2 separate regions of the Sus scrofa genome follow, and region 1 is linked to region 2. Evidence: chromatin contacts called from public HiChIP or PLAC-seq data. All regions are on one chromosome and are shown on one strand. The core of a region is the stretch at or near the end of the contact, and the rest is flanking DNA. Distances in the headings are between cores, read along the strand shown. Region 1 holds the start of BIN1 (bridging integrator 1). Region 2 holds the start of MAP3K2 (mitogen-activated protein kinase kinase kinase 2).

What was found. HiChIP or PLAC-seq counts read pairs in DNA pulled down with a chosen protein or histone mark.
Region 1: a contact with region 2 is called in an H3K27ac HiChIP or PLAC-seq map of skeletal muscle. The contact joins the promoter of BIN1 here to the promoter of MAP3K2 in region 2. A contact is called at or near these places in 1 of 5 promoter capture datasets (fetal skeletal muscle) and 1 of 2 datasets of contacts at active chromatin or transcription factors (skeletal muscle).

The regions. Positions count from the first base shown.
Region 1 is chr15:25,326,834-25,330,521 of Sscrofa11.1, forward strand. BIN1 (bridging integrator 1) reads left to right here and starts at 2,387. Exons shown (of 14, transcript NM_001097440.1): 1 at 2,387-2,624. The coding sequence starts at 2,541. LOC102164258 (a long non-coding RNA gene) reads right to left here and starts at 1,846. Exons shown (of 4, transcript XR_307967.3): 1 at 1,714-1,846.
Region 2 is chr15:25,085,524-25,089,300 of Sscrofa11.1, forward strand. It overlaps MAP3K2 (mitogen-activated protein kinase kinase kinase 2), which reads left to right and starts at 1,956. Exons shown (of 17, transcript XM_003359437.5): 1 at 1,956-2,038. LOC110257077 (a long non-coding RNA gene) reads right to left here and starts at 722. Exons shown (of 2, transcript XR_002339296.1): 1 at 613-722.

The DNA.
Region 1 (3,688 bases), core at 1,137-3,636, 240 kb after region 2:
AAAAAAAATCCTCCAATGAATGGTTTCATGCTTTAAAAAGCCTTTCCAATCTAGAGGTCAGATAAATAATTACCTTCTTTAAAGATAAGAGATACATTTTTTTTTTTTTTTGGTCTTTTTAGGACGGCACCTGCAGCATATGGAGGTTCCCAGGCTAGGGGTCGAATCAGAGCTGTAGCCTCTGACCTCACCAGAGCCACAGCAATGCAGGATTCAAGCTGCATCTTCAATCTTCACCAAAGCTCATGGCAACGCCGGATCCTTAACCCACTGAGTGAAGCCAGGGATTGAACCTGCAACCTCATGGTTCCTAGTTGGATTTGTTAACTACTGCGCCTATGAAGGCAACATAGCATATTAGAGAATATTTAGGAAATTAAAGGGGAAAAACAGCCATAATACCTTGACCTTAACACAACTATTTCCTTGTGTGTGGTTCTTTCGAATCTTTGATCATGAGTATTTACGTTTATTTTTATGTGGTTTCAATGGTAGTGCACACAAAATTTCTCATCTTTTTTTCACTCATAATTATACCTAAGCCTTATTTTCATTTTGCTACACTATTTCTCTAATTGTTTAAAATGATCCCCTAATGGCCTTTCCGGTTGCTGCTCTGTCTAGCTCCTCCATTTAAGTTGCTTCCAATTTTTCTGTCAAGGGATATTTTGAAACACCAAAGTCCAGCGAAGCAGAATCTGCCACTGTTCCTTTGGGGCTGACGGTAATACAATTTGACTCCTGCTCATTTCCTGCTTTCCTCAGAGGAGGGCTGGAAGAAATTGCTCTCAGAGAATGGTTAGAAAAATGTCAAACATAAAATTAGGAGGAGAGGGACCATGAGGAGAAAGCCTGATGCACTTTCAGGAGTAATCTGCTTTAGAAACTGCACTGTTTAGGTTTTGTTTTTGTAACTCAGGAATCGGGCATGAATTTAAACTAATAATTTTGATAAAATGCTTTCCGTGAATGCAGTGCTTTGGAACTTTTCCTGGGAAGTGGTTCCATCTGTCAGCTGAGGGCTTTAATGTGGGAGGGCCCGAGTCTGAATCTCCACTTATCTTTGACTTTCAGCAGCTGTAGAGCCTCAGTCTGTCTTTCTGCAAAATAGGCATAATAATAACCCCAGAGAGTGCTGAGCCTTCTAGGGAAAAACTGGGGTAGTGGCCAGAGAGAGGGCAGAGGAGCCCTGCCAGGGAACCCAGGCCGATCTTTTTATTCCTGGGCCTCAGTTTCTCCACATGTTGGGGGCTTGGCATATGGTCTGCTAGAGCCTCCCAGGGACCCCTGCCCTGGCTCCTGCCAGGTGCTGCTTGAGTCTGGACCTCCTCTGCAGGGCCCTAGAGCTCTCCACTCACCTCAGTCCACACCCTGGGGACCTGCCCTGACCTCCAGGGTAGCAAAGTGCTTGGCACCCTTCAAGACCCCGACCTGATTTGGGGGAGGGGCGTAGGTGGGGTCAGTGGACCCAATATATATTTATTCATTTTGACGACATGTCATTGGTGTGTTGGCAAAGTTGTCATTGGTTGGCTACCAATAACTATCTTCCCTTTGAATACTGACCATTAATCACTTTTCTTCCAGCACGGTGTAGAAGACAACCCAGGCTACGCTGTGGGGTAGTTGAAAGCCTGAGGCGGGGAGTCAGAGGTCCAGTTCCAGGCCTCTGCCTTGCCTCACTTGTAAAATGGGAGAAATAATAGTACCTACCTTAGGGGCTGCGTGGAGACTGACCGAGACAATGCCTGTCGGGGGACACCCAGCAGAGTGCCAGGCTCACAATAAGCGCTCCCTGCTGTCAGGCTGTTTTTATTACAATTACAGTGATCTGCAAATTAGAAGACCGAGAGCCTGGTTGGCAAGGGACTAGGCACGGGGGACAGAGAACGGTGGAGCCCGAGAATCCGGGTCGAGAAGGTGGCTCCTAGAGGCCAGGAGGAGGACGAGCGTCCGGAGCGGGGCCAGAGGTCAGCCCCGGACCAAGAGGCTGCTCCGGCCGCGCGCTCCAACTTCAGACTCCGGGGGCGAGCAGCCACCGCCGCACTTGAGCTTTGGTTTCTGAAAGCGCCTTTGGCCTCCTTCTGGCCTGCTTTCCTGGGCTGCGGGAGGTGACTTCTGGGTGAAAGCCGGGCCCGCAGCGGCGCCGGACTCAGGGCGGCCGTATTAGTCCCCGCCCCGGGGCGGTGTCAGCGGAGGGTCCCTGGAGTCCCGCTCACCACCGCCGCCGCCACGGCGGTGTGCGCCTCTCCCTCCTCGCCAGCCGAGCGGGTCGGGCGCCCGGGGTGGCCCTTTAAAAGGCAGTGTCTCGTCCAGAGGGGGTGGGCGGGGGGCACTGACCGCCATCCGAGGCCAGGCCCCTCCCCCTCCCTCCCTTCGTCCGTCCCTCCCTCGGTCCCCGCGTCGCTCGCTCGCTCGCCGGGCGGACGCTCCGCCTCCGCCAGTCGGCTCGGCGCTCTGCTGCGCGGCGTGGAGCAGAGCCGGGGCCCGGGGCTGGGGGCTGGGAGGTCGCCGCCCGCCACGGGCAAGCTTGAGCCGCAATGGCTGAGATGGGTAGCAAGGGGGTGACCGCGGGGAAGATCGCCAGCAATGTGCAGAAGAAGCTCACTCGCGCGCAGGAGAAGGTGAGCGAGCCCCAGCCGCAGCCTCCGCGCGGTCCGAACACCTGTCCTCCGCCCCGCTCCAGAGGCCGGTCCTCACCCGGGGCCGGGAGCTGTCACCTCCCAGCGAGCGCTGCCCAGGGCCTTCGGGATACACAGGCTGCGCCCCCCGGCGCTCTGGGTGCCCTCTCCCGTCCTCGTCCTCTGTCTTCTCGCCCGGGCGGGGGCAGGGGAGGGCGCAGCTGTCCCCTCACCCCCACCCCCACCCCGGTCGCTCTGTATCTTGGTCGCGCGTCTGCAGAGGAGCGGCGGCCCACGCTCTAATCCCCGAGCGAGGTCCAGGCTAACCCTGCCCTGGGCGCCGAGGCCCGGAGGCTGGGAGGCGAGGTGGCGCCCCTAGCCCTCTGGAACCACGCGGGCCCTGCAGGTGGGGCCAGCACTGGGGAAGGGGCTGCTCCTTATTCCAGGGGTCGCTGAGTTCCGGGAATCCCGAGGCTGCCCCTCCGCTCGCGGGTGCCGGCGCTCTTGCTCCAGGCCTCCGGACGCTTCCTGCGCCCGCCGTTCCCTCCTCTTCACCCCCCTCTCCACCTTCTGTCCCCGCGGGCCATAGGAGGGTCAGGTTTCCTTTCCCGAGAGGTGCCGCGGCCTGGAAGCTCCGGCCGGATCCCCGGGGAGCAGAGCTCTGTGCACTCTTTCGAAGGGGCCCTGGCCAAGCAGGGGCTTCGCGTATCCGGGGGCGAGGGAGAGGGAGGCGGCTCTGGCTTTGGGAGCCCGGGTGGCGAGCTGGGCCGGAGGAGGGGCGGCAGACTGCGGGGGACGTGGAGGGCACCGCAGGAAACCTGACTCCTCAGCCGCCGGCCTTAGGCGGGGGGGGCAGGGAGCCGGGGCTTCCCATGGCACCCTGACTGTGCAGGAAATGCAGGATTGGGAGGCGGGGGTCCGCGCCCGCCCGGCTTTCTATCCCTAGCCACCTCTGGTTTATTGAATTGGATCACGCCAGCTGCTGACGCCACTTCCCCTGCCGACTCCGACTCTGAAATCTGAGATTGCAGAATATGTGCTTCTGCCCGGGTGGCCCCTCTGTGCCC
Region 2 (3,777 bases), core at 706-3,205:
CGGATCCCACGCTGCTGTGGCTGTGGTGTAGGCCTCCAGCTACAACTCCGATTCAACCCCATGCCTGGGAACATTGATATGCCGTGGGTGTGGCCCTAAAGAGACAATAAAATAAAATAAAATAAAATTGAAATCTTGCCCAAGCTTAGAAAAATATCCTTTTTTTCCCCTTGTGGCATACCAGGCTTTAGAATGTTAGAACCGAAAGCAATGGTAAAGACTGATTTTATGCGTACATAATCTTAAAAGTCCTCCATTTTTTAAAATAAGTAGAAACAAACATTTTCTATTTAGCTTTGTATTCTTGAGGTCCTACAGTATTAGCTTTTCTTGGTGTTGGCTGCCTAATTCTCTGCAGAACAGATGAACCATTATTTATCAAGCTCAGTCTTAAAGTCGTTTAGGTTTTCAGGCTTCCACTATTATAAAAACCTGCCAATGAATATCTTTGTTCCTGCTCCTCTAACAACTCCACTAACGGGTCTGTAATAAGAATTCCTGGAAAGGGACCCAGATATTTTATTATTCCATAACACCATCTCCCCTAGTCCTTGCCCCACAGATGCCAGCTCCCTTAACCCGTCTATGGTCTTGAGTTGGCCAGGTGCTTACCTCTGAGCCTGGTGAGTGCTGCTCCCGTCCCTCTCATTTTAACTGCTGAGTGGTCTGGAAAAGACAGCAAGAGGGTGGGATCCATAACGTACTGCGAAACCAGGCAGACGCTGAAAGAGGGAAGAAACGGCACAGGAAATTGAAAGGGGCATTTGAGGAAAGTGATGGGGTGTTAAAGATATTCTCTGGGTCAGTGTAGTGTGGGCTAAAAACAGCTGAAATGCAAGTCAGTCATATCACTGAGGCCTCCAATGCTATCCTGGGGGGGACGGGAGTGAAGAAAGGACTCGGTGACAGCGACTCTGTCTGTGTCTGTGTTTTAGACTGTGTCGCTAGCTCTCCAGGTGTAGAAGCCTCTAGCGGGAGGCTTCTACATTCGCTAAACTCGAAAAGTAATTCCTACAAGAACTAAACAGAGAACTGTAAAACTGAGAAAGGTGGTCTCCAGGGGGGTGGTTTATAGTCAGGTGACAAGCCAACAAGAATTTAAGTACTTTGGATAAAAATTCTACACACGAGATCCACAAATGAATAGGAAAATAGATGGCTTTTTGCCAGCAAACGACTTGCCATGGACTTGGAGGAGGTTGCGGCCTCTTCTTCTGCTGCCCCGCTCAGCCCGAAGCCCATTGAGGAGTCCCTCTTCGAGGTTTGCTTTGGACTCTCCGCCGAGGACTCCCGCAGACCTAAGGAACCAAGGTGCCCGCGCGTGCACTCGAGGTCAAGGTCCAAGCGGCACGGACACCGAACCGAGCGAGGTAGCAGCGCCAGGGGTACGCGGCTGTGAGCAGCTAGCCAATGCGCAGGCGCGGACACGCCCCTCGGCCTCGGCGCGACGCTCCAGGCGAGCGCGCGCCCGCGGCGGTTCCGCTCCAGTCTGGAGGAGGGCTGCGCGCGCACGAGCGACGGGCCGTGACGTGCGCCGCTGTACGCCCGACGTCACGGGCCCGTGTGTAGTGGCGGCTGGGCAGCCCTCAGCAGCGGCTCTTGACGAGGGTGGTGCGGCCGCTGGGCGCGGCGTTTGGGGGTCCTGCGGCCCGTGGCGGCGGCGGCGACGATCAGGAGGACCCGCACTCCCAGCCGCGGAGTCGCCGCGCGCGCCCCTTCTCCGGCCTCTGGCGGTACCGGGCCCGCGGCTTCCTCCTTCGCAGCCCAGCTTCCCGCGGGCCTCGGGGCCGCGGCGGCGAGAAGAACCGAGGGCCACCGAGAAGCTCCGCCGGCCGCGACGGTCCCCGTGCCTGCCACCGCGCCCGGCGCGGGCTCCATGTGAGGGAGGGCCGGGCCTGCCCCCGGCCCGCACCCGACTCCTCGTGCGCCCCTCCGGCCCCCGGCGCCCCGCGGCCTCTCGGACCGGGGGGCGCGGTGACAGGCCGCGCGGGGGCGGAGGGGTGGGCCTGCGGCTCGCTGCGTCTCGGTGGAGCGGCCGGTACGTGCCTATGAGTGGATGGGGGGGGCGGGGCGCGGGCGGACGTGGGGAGGGGGCCGCCGCCGGCCAGTGCGCAGCTCGCGGGCGGAGACTTCGCTAGGTGCTCTACTCTCCCGGGTGGGCGGGCGTGCGCCGCCGGCTGCTGGTCCCGAAGTCCAGGTCTGCGCGGAGCTGTCAGACTCGAACTCTGCAGGAGTTCAGGAGGAAGCCTGCCTCTGGTCTCCGGGAAAGCGGAAGGTTTCCGCGCAGTGAGGGAGAAGGTGCCTGTCTTTGCGCTGCTATGGTGCGGTGGACTGGTGGTTAGGGTTGAATCCCTTTTCTCTCTGCGGACCGATTCACTTACTTGTTTATTGTCTCGCCTCACCGTCTGCCCATTTTACAGATCAAAAGAATTGATGAGGCTCAGTTTCAGCAACTTGGCCAAGATCGTGCACTTTGGTAATCTGGGAAGGCCTAGATTTGAATATGTTGTCTCTTTTGTAGAACTGTATTTCTGGGTTTTGAGAAAATAAATATGTGAGGGAAGTGAGAATCGCTGGAAAGTTTCTTCTTGGCAGTAAATTCTAGATGCATAGGTAGACATAATTTACTTGCCCCCAGTGTGTGCTGTTCGATGTGTTTTGCTGCAACCTAGCGAAATGATTTTTCTTGGCTCTTTTTTAAAATTACTTTTAAAAGGTGACTCCATACACTTTTATCTTTTTTTTTTTTCAGTAGGACTGACTGAATAGAAAATATTCCTCCTTTTATCAAAAAAAAGAAATATATTTGGTAAAACTCCAGTTTCTTGAAAAGTTACAATTTTACTTGTGCAATTTATTCTTGATGCATACAAGGAACTCACAGTTGGGTTATTTGCTTGAGATTTCCTTATTGCATAATTTGTTGCTGGATTATGTGGCAATGGCCACACGCTTAGTAATTTGTGCATTAACTTATGCAATATTTCTGAGTGGAATGTCAAAATTTAATGTGTGGAATATCGTAAAAAGTTATGTTTTAATGTTTTTTTTTCCTTTCATAAACAACTAAGTTTATGAACTTGCTGAAATTCTCATTTTTAGCATTGGCTTGTACTGTTTCTTTGATTATGGTTAGTGAAAAAGTAAAGAACCTTTACATTTCTCTTTACAGGAGAAAGTGTTGATAAATTACTTTGAGTATTTAAGCTTCATGCATGGTTGTGTTTAAGAAATCTGTTGATGCCCAATTGTAGTACTTGATCATTTTCTTCAGTACATTAACAGGTTTAAGAAAACTTGTGGTTGAGTATCTTTATAACGTTGTAGAAAAAAGGTTGAATTATAGACTTAAATGGATGTTTCACAGATTGATTTGTTGTTTGGTTAAAATATAAACGTATGTTGAGTTTTGCTGAATATCGTATCATTATAGGATACTTACCTAGTCATGCTCCCCATACATGTCTCTTGAGAAAACTAGTTATTAAAGATTTATATTAAATAATTGGATTACATTCTAGATTCAGTCTTTTAAGCAATGTTTTAGTTGGAGCTTTCATTCCTGGTTTACCTGATTACTACCAAAGGGGTAGTAATAGATGCTGTATTAAAATGAAACCATGTTTGATTCTCAATTCCTACGCTTTGGTTTCAGGTTGATTTTTTTTTTTTTTCCTTGTAGTATTGGTACTTTCTAGGCTTCCCCCACTGCACCACCCCCCACCCCCGAACCCAGCCCCAACTTTTTGTTATGAAACAATCTCAAGCACACAGGAA